2 separate regions of the Hordeum vulgare genome follow, and region 2 is linked to region 1. The links are chromatin contacts, called in public Hi-C maps. All regions are on one chromosome and are shown on one strand. The core of a region is the stretch at or near the end of the contact, and the rest is flanking DNA. Distances in the headings are between cores, read along the strand shown. Region 1 has its middle 200 kb from the start of LOC123404715. Region 2 has its middle 110 kb from the start of LOC123404715.

Evidence for each region. Hi-C and Micro-C count contacts between places; a contact is called where the count stands out from the background.
Region 2: a contact with region 1 is called in a Hi-C map of seedling, with 6 times the contacts expected there. The contact joins two enhancer-like sites. A contact is called at or near these places in 3 of 6 Hi-C or Micro-C datasets (leaf and seedling) and 1 of 1 datasets of contacts at active chromatin or transcription factors (embryo).

Annotation. Positions count from the first base shown.
Region 1 is chr6H:165,782,031-165,786,853 of MorexV3_pseudomolecules_assembly, forward strand. No RefSeq gene overlaps it. Among protein-coding and RNA genes, the nearest start is that of LOC123404715, 200 kb to the right of the region's middle. Within about 2 kb of position 2,776, at least 3 of the 3 cell types and tissues checked have open chromatin away from gene starts, as enhancers often do. A contact at or near this core is called in leaf and seedling, where this site is marked.
Region 2 is chr6H:166,095,120-166,099,955 of MorexV3_pseudomolecules_assembly, forward strand. No RefSeq gene overlaps it. Among protein-coding and RNA genes, the nearest start is that of LOC123404715, 110 kb to the left of the region's middle. Within about 2 kb of position 2,347, at least 3 of the 3 cell types and tissues checked have open chromatin away from gene starts, as enhancers often do. A contact at or near this core is called in leaf and seedling, where this site is marked.

The sequences.
Region 1 (4,823 bases), core at 1,526-4,025:
CGCCAAGATCCACCTGATGATGGAATGTCAGCGCTTCAGTGTGCCGGCGCGGAGAACCACGACTTTGGCATCGTCCCTGAGCTCGAGGAGGAGCAAGGGCTCGAGGACTAGAAGGGGGATAGGGGTGCGACTCGAGGAGGGGGAGTGCGGGTGTGTGCATCGCCAACATACGACATAAATAGCCACATTTAGGCGAAGGCTCGGTCAGCATGCTTCAATGAGACACAGTGGTGTGAGTTGGTTTCTTGGGACGCGGCGTCGGCATTGAAGCGGCGACACCCCAAGGTCGGGTTCGTCGGCGCTGCCCTCCTGTCCGACCACATCACGCGTATCAATGTTGATCGTTGCATGCTCTCGGCCACCATGAACATGACACGAAAAACAATGCAAATGTTAGATGAAAAACGCGAAAGAGACCATCAATTCACAATTATGTTAGAAGGTAAAGCACGGCCGGACCATACTATCCAGACGGTTACACACGTTTTAAGGTTTGTCCTTGGCTGAACAAGCAAACCGATTTTGTCTATCGCCACGAGGTAATTTAAAAGAAGGAAAGAGTTTAAAACAAACCTTAAAGTTGTAGATGAAAGCAAAATCAAATCGTAAACTATGAATCCCGAAAATTGGCGTTGTGAACTTATAATCCTGGCCTATTTCAAACCCTAGACATGTTTGTCACACTAGGAATACTACAGTCCCGACCAGGATAACCTCCTACTCTCACAATGAGAATTTGGGTCGGCCCACTATAACACAAAAAGAACTCATGGAATTTTAAAAACGTTCACGTATTTCTAATATTGTTAAGACGTTGAAAATGATCTTTTTCTATTTTTGGCATAAATTAAATTTACTTTTCTATTTTAAAATATATTTGAAATTCTCTTCACTTTTTTTAAGAAACTCTCCGTGTTAGCAAAAAAATCACATTTGTCAAAAAAAGTTCAGAATTTCAACAGTTGTTCACATGCTATGAAAAATGATTCAGATTTTCAAAAATTGTGTCGCATTTTTTATATAATGTTTTTGCAATTTCATAAGTTATTTGTGTTTTGGGAAACACCAAAGCATCGACCTTAGAAAACATATTTTTTGGGCAAGGAAATAATGGAAATGTAAACAACTTTGGAAATGTCTAAACATTTAATAAAGTGTGTGTACTTTTTTGAAAATTCTGAATACTTTAAAAAACAATAATGTTTTAAAAAACAGTCAATTTTTTAGAAAACTAACATTTGCTGGAACGTAATTATTTTAAAACCAGATTTCTTTAAATGTCGTGGCATTTTAAAAACGTATGTACAATGTAAATAATATTTTTGTGACTCAAACAAAAGTTTCGTCCATTAAAAAAATGTAACATTTCACGAATGTTCACGAGTTTCAAAAAATATGGTTGTGACATTTTCAGAAAGAAGTGTATACAATGTATAAAAAATTTGCGTGAGATTAAAAAATGTGGCATGCCCTTACAATAATATACTACGTCCAAAAATACATTTCGTAAGAAGTCCAAAACAAACCTTAAACTTATAGACGAAAGGTAAATCAAATCCTGAACATATAATCCCGGAAATCAACACATCGAACTTTTTAATCCCCGTCTATTTCAAATCCTATGGGTATTTAGCAAGGGCTGGCTGAACATTAGGACAAATTGGGCTGGCCCATTAGCGCAGTCGCTCGCTCGTTCGCACTACTCTGGTTATCTTTCCCTTTTTCTTTTCTGTTTTCTTTGTTTTTTATTTTAGTAAATATAATAAATTCTCTTTTACATTTTCATGATGAAAATACATAATTTTTTAAACTACACGTACCCACTTGTCTTCCTGAATTTTTATTGTGAGGACGGCTAGTGGTTATATATAGCACACGTCGTTAAAAAAGTGCTAGAACTGTTCATATATAAAATCATTCATGAAAAAGTTTAAACATTTCTTCAAACAAAAGGTGAAAAATTCTGAAATAACAACTATAAGTTTTCTAACGTAAATAATTTACGAATTTCCAAAAAGAATGTGACAAGGTAACATTTGGCCAAATACACGTTTTACTTTTTGTTAATCACAATAAACATTTATAAAACTATATGAACATTTCTTACATTGTTTAAACATTTCTTATAATAATCAGGTTTGAAAATGTGTTCCCATATTTTTAAAATATATGTTTTTTGTACTTTTATTTTGCATGTTTTACGGAAAGAAAAAATGCCTCGCGTCTGTTTGCCCCGACCCAGTCGCGGATGCAGCCTTTCGGTACTTTAATACTTCACGTTTCAAGAAAAAATAAATCCCTCAAAAATGAAAAATAAAAAAAACTTGGTTCGTGTATGTTGGGCAGGCTCAGTCACAACCACATATAACAATCCTGAAATTTGAGCTGCCACATCGAGAATTCCTGTTTGATAACGCTCTCAAGGTTTAAAATAGACCGGAATCGAACAGTTAAATGTGTCAATTTTCGGTATTACAAGTTCAGGATTTAATTTAACTTTCGTTTATATGTTTGTTTTGGACATTTTTCCTTTCCATAATGAGACTAAAATACCACGAGGTGCACACAGAGCAATTAAGCACGGCTTGGCTTCTAACACTGGCCGAAAAATTAGTCACATACTACATCCTACTGCAAAAGAAAAAAATATATCATACTTGATCAAAGTACAACGATGGATATAGGCATACAGCCCCACGCACGGGCTACGGCAGCTGTGGCCTGTGGTCTCCATGTAGATGGATCTGGATGGGTCGGACCACCGTACCATGCCGGAGTGGCTTATAAATCAGTGATTTGACGGGTTCCTGTTTATTGCAGGCACGTGCCTCATGGGTAGGTGGATGGAGTGGACAGCACCCATCTTCTAGAACGCCAGCAGCGAAACTAGGCTTGGCAAGCATGCAGTTAGGGATGGACGGGATGGGAAGTGTGTCCCATTTAATCCCATTTATTATCTAATAGTTTAATATATTTTTTGAGGAAAATAAACTACGAAGTTAAAAAAAGCTAAACAAATGAGACTTGTGGCTGCCATTTATTTGCCATTTACATCTCTATTAGTACCGTTCTTTTCCAACACTAGCTGCAGGGCATTGGTTTCTTTTCTCGTGCCGACCGCCCAAATGGCCAAATCCCCTACTATTACAACCAGCCAGGCACAGGCAGCGGCAAAAAAACAAAGGCCGGCGTCGCGGTCGATCGAGCCGGGAATATCCTGGCGGGATACACTACACCCCATCCGTCCAGAAGGTCGGCACCGAGGAGATTGCGAGCCAATGCGCGCAGCAACCGTACCTGCGGTGCGTTCAAGAAACAGCGCGCTAGCGGCTAGCCCGTAGTCGTCGTCGCTGCCGAAACGGACAAAGTGCATACCGCGACTAAGCGTGAGGCGGGTGAGGCACCTCGGCGAGGAGTCGTCTGATCGGGCAAGGAACCTTTGACTATGCGTCATTGCTGACCCGCACGGCGGTGGCGGCGCCACCTTAGGGGCCACGTTGGTCGGCCGCCCCGGATAGATGGAAAGAAGTATACAGAAAAATACGGAGTAGGATTCATTGTACATGTGCTATCACAGATAATGATCGAACGGCCTCGTTGTACATGGGCTAGCACAAAACCCGAACGCTAGCAGCTTAAGGCAACCTCCTACGTACGATCCTAAGACGATGACATTTCGTTCGGATTTTATTCGTGTGGGATGTATTTAGAGTGGCAAATGGACATTCGTGTTTGATCCGTCGTGCGTGCATCCAACGTAGCACATCCATCCCAAATTTGGTTCAGCTTTGTTCGGCTCGGTTATTTTTCCAACACATCAAGGCCGCATCACTACTAAAATAAAGTTTATAAATAAAACCTTAACAATAGCGCAGAAAAGGTGGACACCTCTAGCTACTTAGTAGTAGCGCGTGTGACGAACATGCGCTACAAGTAGGAATATGTTAGTAGGGCGTGCCGCTGACCCGAGGCTATTGCTGAGTTGTTCATCGTCATCCATCGGGGCTGCCCATAGTAGTAGCGTTTGACTAAAATCAAAGCTATTACGGGATACGTAGCAGTAGCGTGTGTGTGTGACCCGCCGCTACCAGTATGTTCGTACGGTGTCAGTAGATGAACCCCACTTAACAGCAGCGTCGGACACCAACACACTCTACTGCTGTATAGGCCCTGTTTGGATTCATGGGTTGGCGTTAGAGTTGGTTAGATTGGACCGAACTAACCCCCAAACATTCAAACAGAAGGGTTAGAGTTGGTTAGATGCATCTAACCCACACAAAAGAACTAACCCATCCTAGAGGTGCTTATTTGGGTTAGAGTTTGGTGGAGCCCAGAAAAGGTTGCTTTTCCCTCTACCTCAACCACACGAAATCCTCGATAAAGGACCCAAATGATTGGAAAAAGTGCATTTATTAACAATCTAACCCTACCATCCAAACACCTTTTTGGTTATTGTTAGTTCAGGGTTAGTCTAGAGTTAGAATCTAACTCTAACATCTAACTCGGTTAGAGTATCCAAACATGGCCATAGCTTAGAAGTAGCGTTCTTAGCCGTCCCACGCTACTTTTAATTTATCTAGTTATCTTCTTCTCCGTGCCTCACTTCCTCCCTCTCAACTCCCTCTATCTTCACTATCTTCCTCGCACCGACGCTCCCTCATCCCGGCCGTCCTCCAAACGCGACGGTGTTGGAAATATGCCCTAGAGGCAATAATAAAATGGTTATTATCATATTTCCCTGTTCATGATAATCGTCTATTGTTCATGCTATAATTGTATTAACACGAAACAGTAATACATGTGTGAATAAATAGATCACAATG
Region 2 (4,836 bases), core at 1,097-3,596, 310 kb after region 1:
CACATCAGAGTACAGAAGCAGACAAATTATACAGCAAAAAGGCCACATTACCTAGGGACAGTCAGAGTCAGTACATAGCAAGTTTTACACCGTTGCTAAATACAGGGTGCTACACCTACACTGCAAGGAGCTTGGGACAGCCACACACACAATCTCGACTAGTACAATGGGTAAATTTAGCTGTTGGTGAGCTGCATATTGGCTTCTCGTTTTATTTTCAAAAGGAGGATGTATGGGGCTCTGCATCTCGAAGGTGTATGCAACTATTTTATTAATTACTATTTTACAATGTAATACATTAGTAAATTTAAAGCCATCATCTTAATAACACCGATCATTATTTTTATCCCCGTGATGAATGAGTGTCGAATATTTAAGCCTAATACTGGATATCACATCAACACCTAACATCCAAGTCATAATACCTGGACTGGTTTATACACCGGTCCGGCGTACTTTCAGTGGGCACCACATGCGCATGCTGCAAAGGCTGTTACCTCCTTCACCCATCGATCCATCTTCAGATCAGATACTCACACATTGACCTTGCCATGCCTCTCTGCCATCAACGCCACCACAACGCCACACAACGTCGTCCTCGAGTCCATCGCCACCCATCGAACACCGAGTCTCCACTGCGCCATGCCGCCGAGATTCGCCGCCATCGATGTGTAGGATGAAGCACCGCTCCACCACCTACCAACGCCCAACCACCAAGTCGTCCTCATGTTCGTCCAACCGATGAATGTCTCCAAAGATGAAGCCCTCACGGGGGTGATGACGAAGATATTGCCATCATCCGATCCAGGAGGCCCCTCAACACCTCCAACGAGGGCTATGACACCCATGCGCGTCGCCGTCAATGGTAGCCTCCTCCAGATATGCGGTTTCCCCCGTAAACAATGAAGCGAGGGACGCCCCCATCATCGCCTCCAACGAGCAAAACGACACCCACAGGTGCCGCCGACGATGGTGGTATCCTCACCCACTTCAGCAGCTAGGCCACCATCTCCTCCTCCACTTGATCCGCTGATCCCTTTGGACCAATGATGAAGACAACCAAAGATAGAGGAGGTCATATTGCTGCGTGACCGGCGCCATGACCAAACACACGCCGTCCCGAGGCGCTCGCTCAAGATCCACCATCACAGCCATGCCTCCAAACCGCGATGAAGGGACGCCCCGCCGCCGCCATCATCCCCCCTCACGGGCTTTGCCCAGCCAGGATCCCGCAACAGTGGAAGGGGAGGCGAGTAAATTGCCAAAAACTACCACATTTGGCGCAAATGTGTCCGGTGGCTACCACTTTACGATTATCAGCGAAAAACTATCAAAAATTTGCTAATCCGTTGCTAAAAACTACCAAGATTTGTAACTGTCCATTTTAGCTCGTTTAATCGTTTTTCTAGCAAGCCGGGCCCACATGTCAGATTGACTGTTAGCCGCCCTGCTCGCGCTTCACGGCCATACCGCCGACCTCCGCGCAGCCGTTCGCCGCCGTGACCCCGTCAAGCTCGCCTCCGCAGCCCGCGCTCAGCGTCGCGCCGCCAAGGACCTTGCCGGACTCGCCGCCGCCGTCGCCCGCTGCGTGCCCGTGCATACCCACGCCACCTCCTCCTCCTCGTCCGGGGTCGAGGTAGCGCGAACCGTGGCCCAGGCCTAGATCGAGCAAGGATTCCCGCCGGCCTAGATCACGGCCATGGCCTCCCCTGTTGTGTCCCTTCTAACCACGACGCCACCCCGGTTTCGTTCCCGCCGAGAGATGAGCCGAGGAACTCCAAGACCGACGACCTCTTCTTCCTCTGCTTCCTCTCTGTCGGGCAGAGCGTAGCAGCGTCGAGCCTCGCCATCTCCGTCGGGCCGATCACATCCTCGTCGTCTCCAGCGACCCGTGGTGAGAGACGCCTCCCCTCTCGCTTTTCCCTTGTTATGCATACCGTAGTCGTCGGGTTGCGCCTGTTCGTGAGCAAGCCGCGGCCGCACCGCGCCTTGCCGCACAGCCGCACATCACCGGCCTTCACACCTGCAGTCCCTTCACCTGACCGCACAACCGCACATCACCGGCCTTCACACCTGCAGTCCCTTCACCTGGCCGCGCAGCCGCACGAGCACCCGCAACCTCGCCTTGATGCACGTGGCCACGGGCATCGGCGTCCGTCTTCCTCCAGGTAGCCGCCCTCGCCGACGCGGCCGCGGCCACGTCGTTGGCGTCCTCCTCTGCCACCTCGCCCAAGACAAGACTGACGCTGGTGGGCGGCAAGAGGCCTGCCGGCGGCGGCGAGGACACGCACAGGGACGCACGTAACATGTTCGATGTAATGCACATGAGGGTGGAGAGAGGTGGAAGAAAGGTCTGACGTGTGGGTCCTATCTGTAATAACGGTCAAAGCTAACAGTCAACCTGACCTGTGGGCCCGACTTGCCAGAAAAACAATTAAACGAGCTAAGTTACAAATCTTGATAGTTTTTAGCAACGAATTAATAAAATTTTGGTAGTTTTTCGCTGATAATCGTAAAGTGATAGCCACTGGACACATTTGCTTCAAATATGGTAGTCTTTGGCAATTTACTCGAGGGGAGGCAGAGGGGAGGGGAGTCGTACGGAAGGTGAAGGAGATCGGGTGGGATCTAGAGGGGAGGTGGAGGCGGACAGAGAACTACACATGCTCTTCTTATTTTACAAAAGACAAAGTGTCAAAAACAGAAAACACAATACTAAGACCCTGTTGGGCAACGCTCCGCAGGAGTGGAGTGCTCGGAGAGTCGATTTCTCAATTCCGTAAGACTACAATGGAGACTGCTCCGCTCCGGCCGCTCCGCCGAACTGTTCCGTTCGGCGCCGCTCCGCTCGCTCCAGCAACAGAGTTAACGAGCCGAGTGAATCCGAACAGCTCCTAAGCTCCTGAATTTGCTAGGAGGAAAAATTGCAGCCGGATCCGTCGTCCTTACCTTCAGGATTTACTAGCTCTATACATTCAGACTCCACAATGATGTCCCCAACCTGAATCTTCAGCAAAGCAGAACATCATCCTAACAAACAAAAGCCTCAACGGTGAGGAATTCAGACTCCACAATGATGTCCCCAACCTGAATCTTCAGCAAAGCAGAACATCATGCTAACAAACAAAAGCCTCAACGATGAGGGCATTTGGCATAGTACCATACCAATTTGATTCCGCACCGAATGCTCCGACAGTTCAAGGGCCATCGGATGTTAAAAGACGAGACAAGATCCATCTACGAGGAAATCTGATGGGACAATTGCAAAACGGACCTTGAAGTCTAGCTGGAATGCGCACCCATGGTCTCACTCTTTCTCTGTCCTCTCTCTTGTCAGCCGCGGTACAAATTCCTTCATGTCGCCCTCTTCCTTTTCGACCTCTTCTCTCTCTCTCTCTTTCCTGTACGTGGACGGGATCTCCAGCCTTTCCTCCCTCTACTGTAACTAAGAAGGATCTCGGGTAAAAAAACTGAGCAGACTTTGCACCAGATCATATAAAGCAACTGCGCCTATATGGTTGTGGTTACTCTCACTGTCATGCTATAGCTAATGGATGTCGATGCTACAGCGCTACATGAGTTGACGGTAAAAGTAAGATACATAAACAAAACTTTCATATTAAAAATGCCAGGGTATTAACCTGCTTTTAAAAGAACTAGTTGTCCTCGTGCGTTGCCACGGAATAATAAAAAATATACTAAAAAAATAAATAGTTGAAATGACAAATGTTTGTCGAACACGATGTCATGTAATATCCATTCACACTTGACAACATGATTCTATCTCATGCTCCTTCCTCCTGGACGACAGTTGTGCCTTCATAAAAAGAGGCAGATCCCCGCTCCTTCGTCGCTCCAAGGGGCGACACCAGGACGCCCTCAGCCCAGCCAGGAACAGATGTTCACTACCGCTCTATCATCGTCACCAATGGTCGTCGCTGACGGCAATAAAGGTCAGCTGCAAGAATCAGGCGATCACGGATCTACTTTCCTCTTTTCCATCATCCTCTTCATCCCTGACCTTCGCCTGGATGTGACATGGCACCTGGATCCATCTGCTTTCTCTCATCCCCTCCACCTCTATGTTCCTTGATCACCACTCAGATCTTTCATCCACCAACCCTACTCCTCCTAGCAATGGCAGATGAGTGTCTTTCCTAGATCTACAGCCTACATACCGCACTAGCTAGATCCGCCATGTCTTGCAAAGGACCCACGGCTCCTTGGTTGTGTCGGTGCCTTGCAACAATGTGATTCCTATTTGCTGCATATCGCCTTCTCCTATTGTGCGCTCATCCAAGTCTTGTCGCTGCCAGCATTGAGAAGTGAGGAAAAATTTTAGGGAAAAAACATATTGAAAAGACTAACAAAAGGGACAAACAAAATGACTAAGACTGTCAAAGGAGATAAGGAAAAATGGTAAAAGATTGATGAAAGGTAACAACTGTAGAACGAGAATGAAGGAAATAAACACTAATTTCTTGCAGCGAAAAATAATAATATCTAAAACTCAATTATGTGGAGGGTAAATATGGTCTCTCTTCTACATAACGTCATAACCAAAAGCTAAGAAGCAAGCTTTACCTAAAAAAAACCTAAAAAGCAAAACATGGATTGCTGAAAAAATAGGAGGTTCGCATTTCCCTGAGTACAACCCCGTTATATTATGCCCCTCTCCAAAATTAACCCAAACATGAGCTGATAATCTAGAACAACATTATCCTGGGAGTGACTATTTATTTTTAGCTGAGCCATATTCAGAACCACACATCATGGTAGTATTGTCATGTTTGAACCTTTTTTACATTTGATGTAGAATTCGCATTTTTTTGGCCA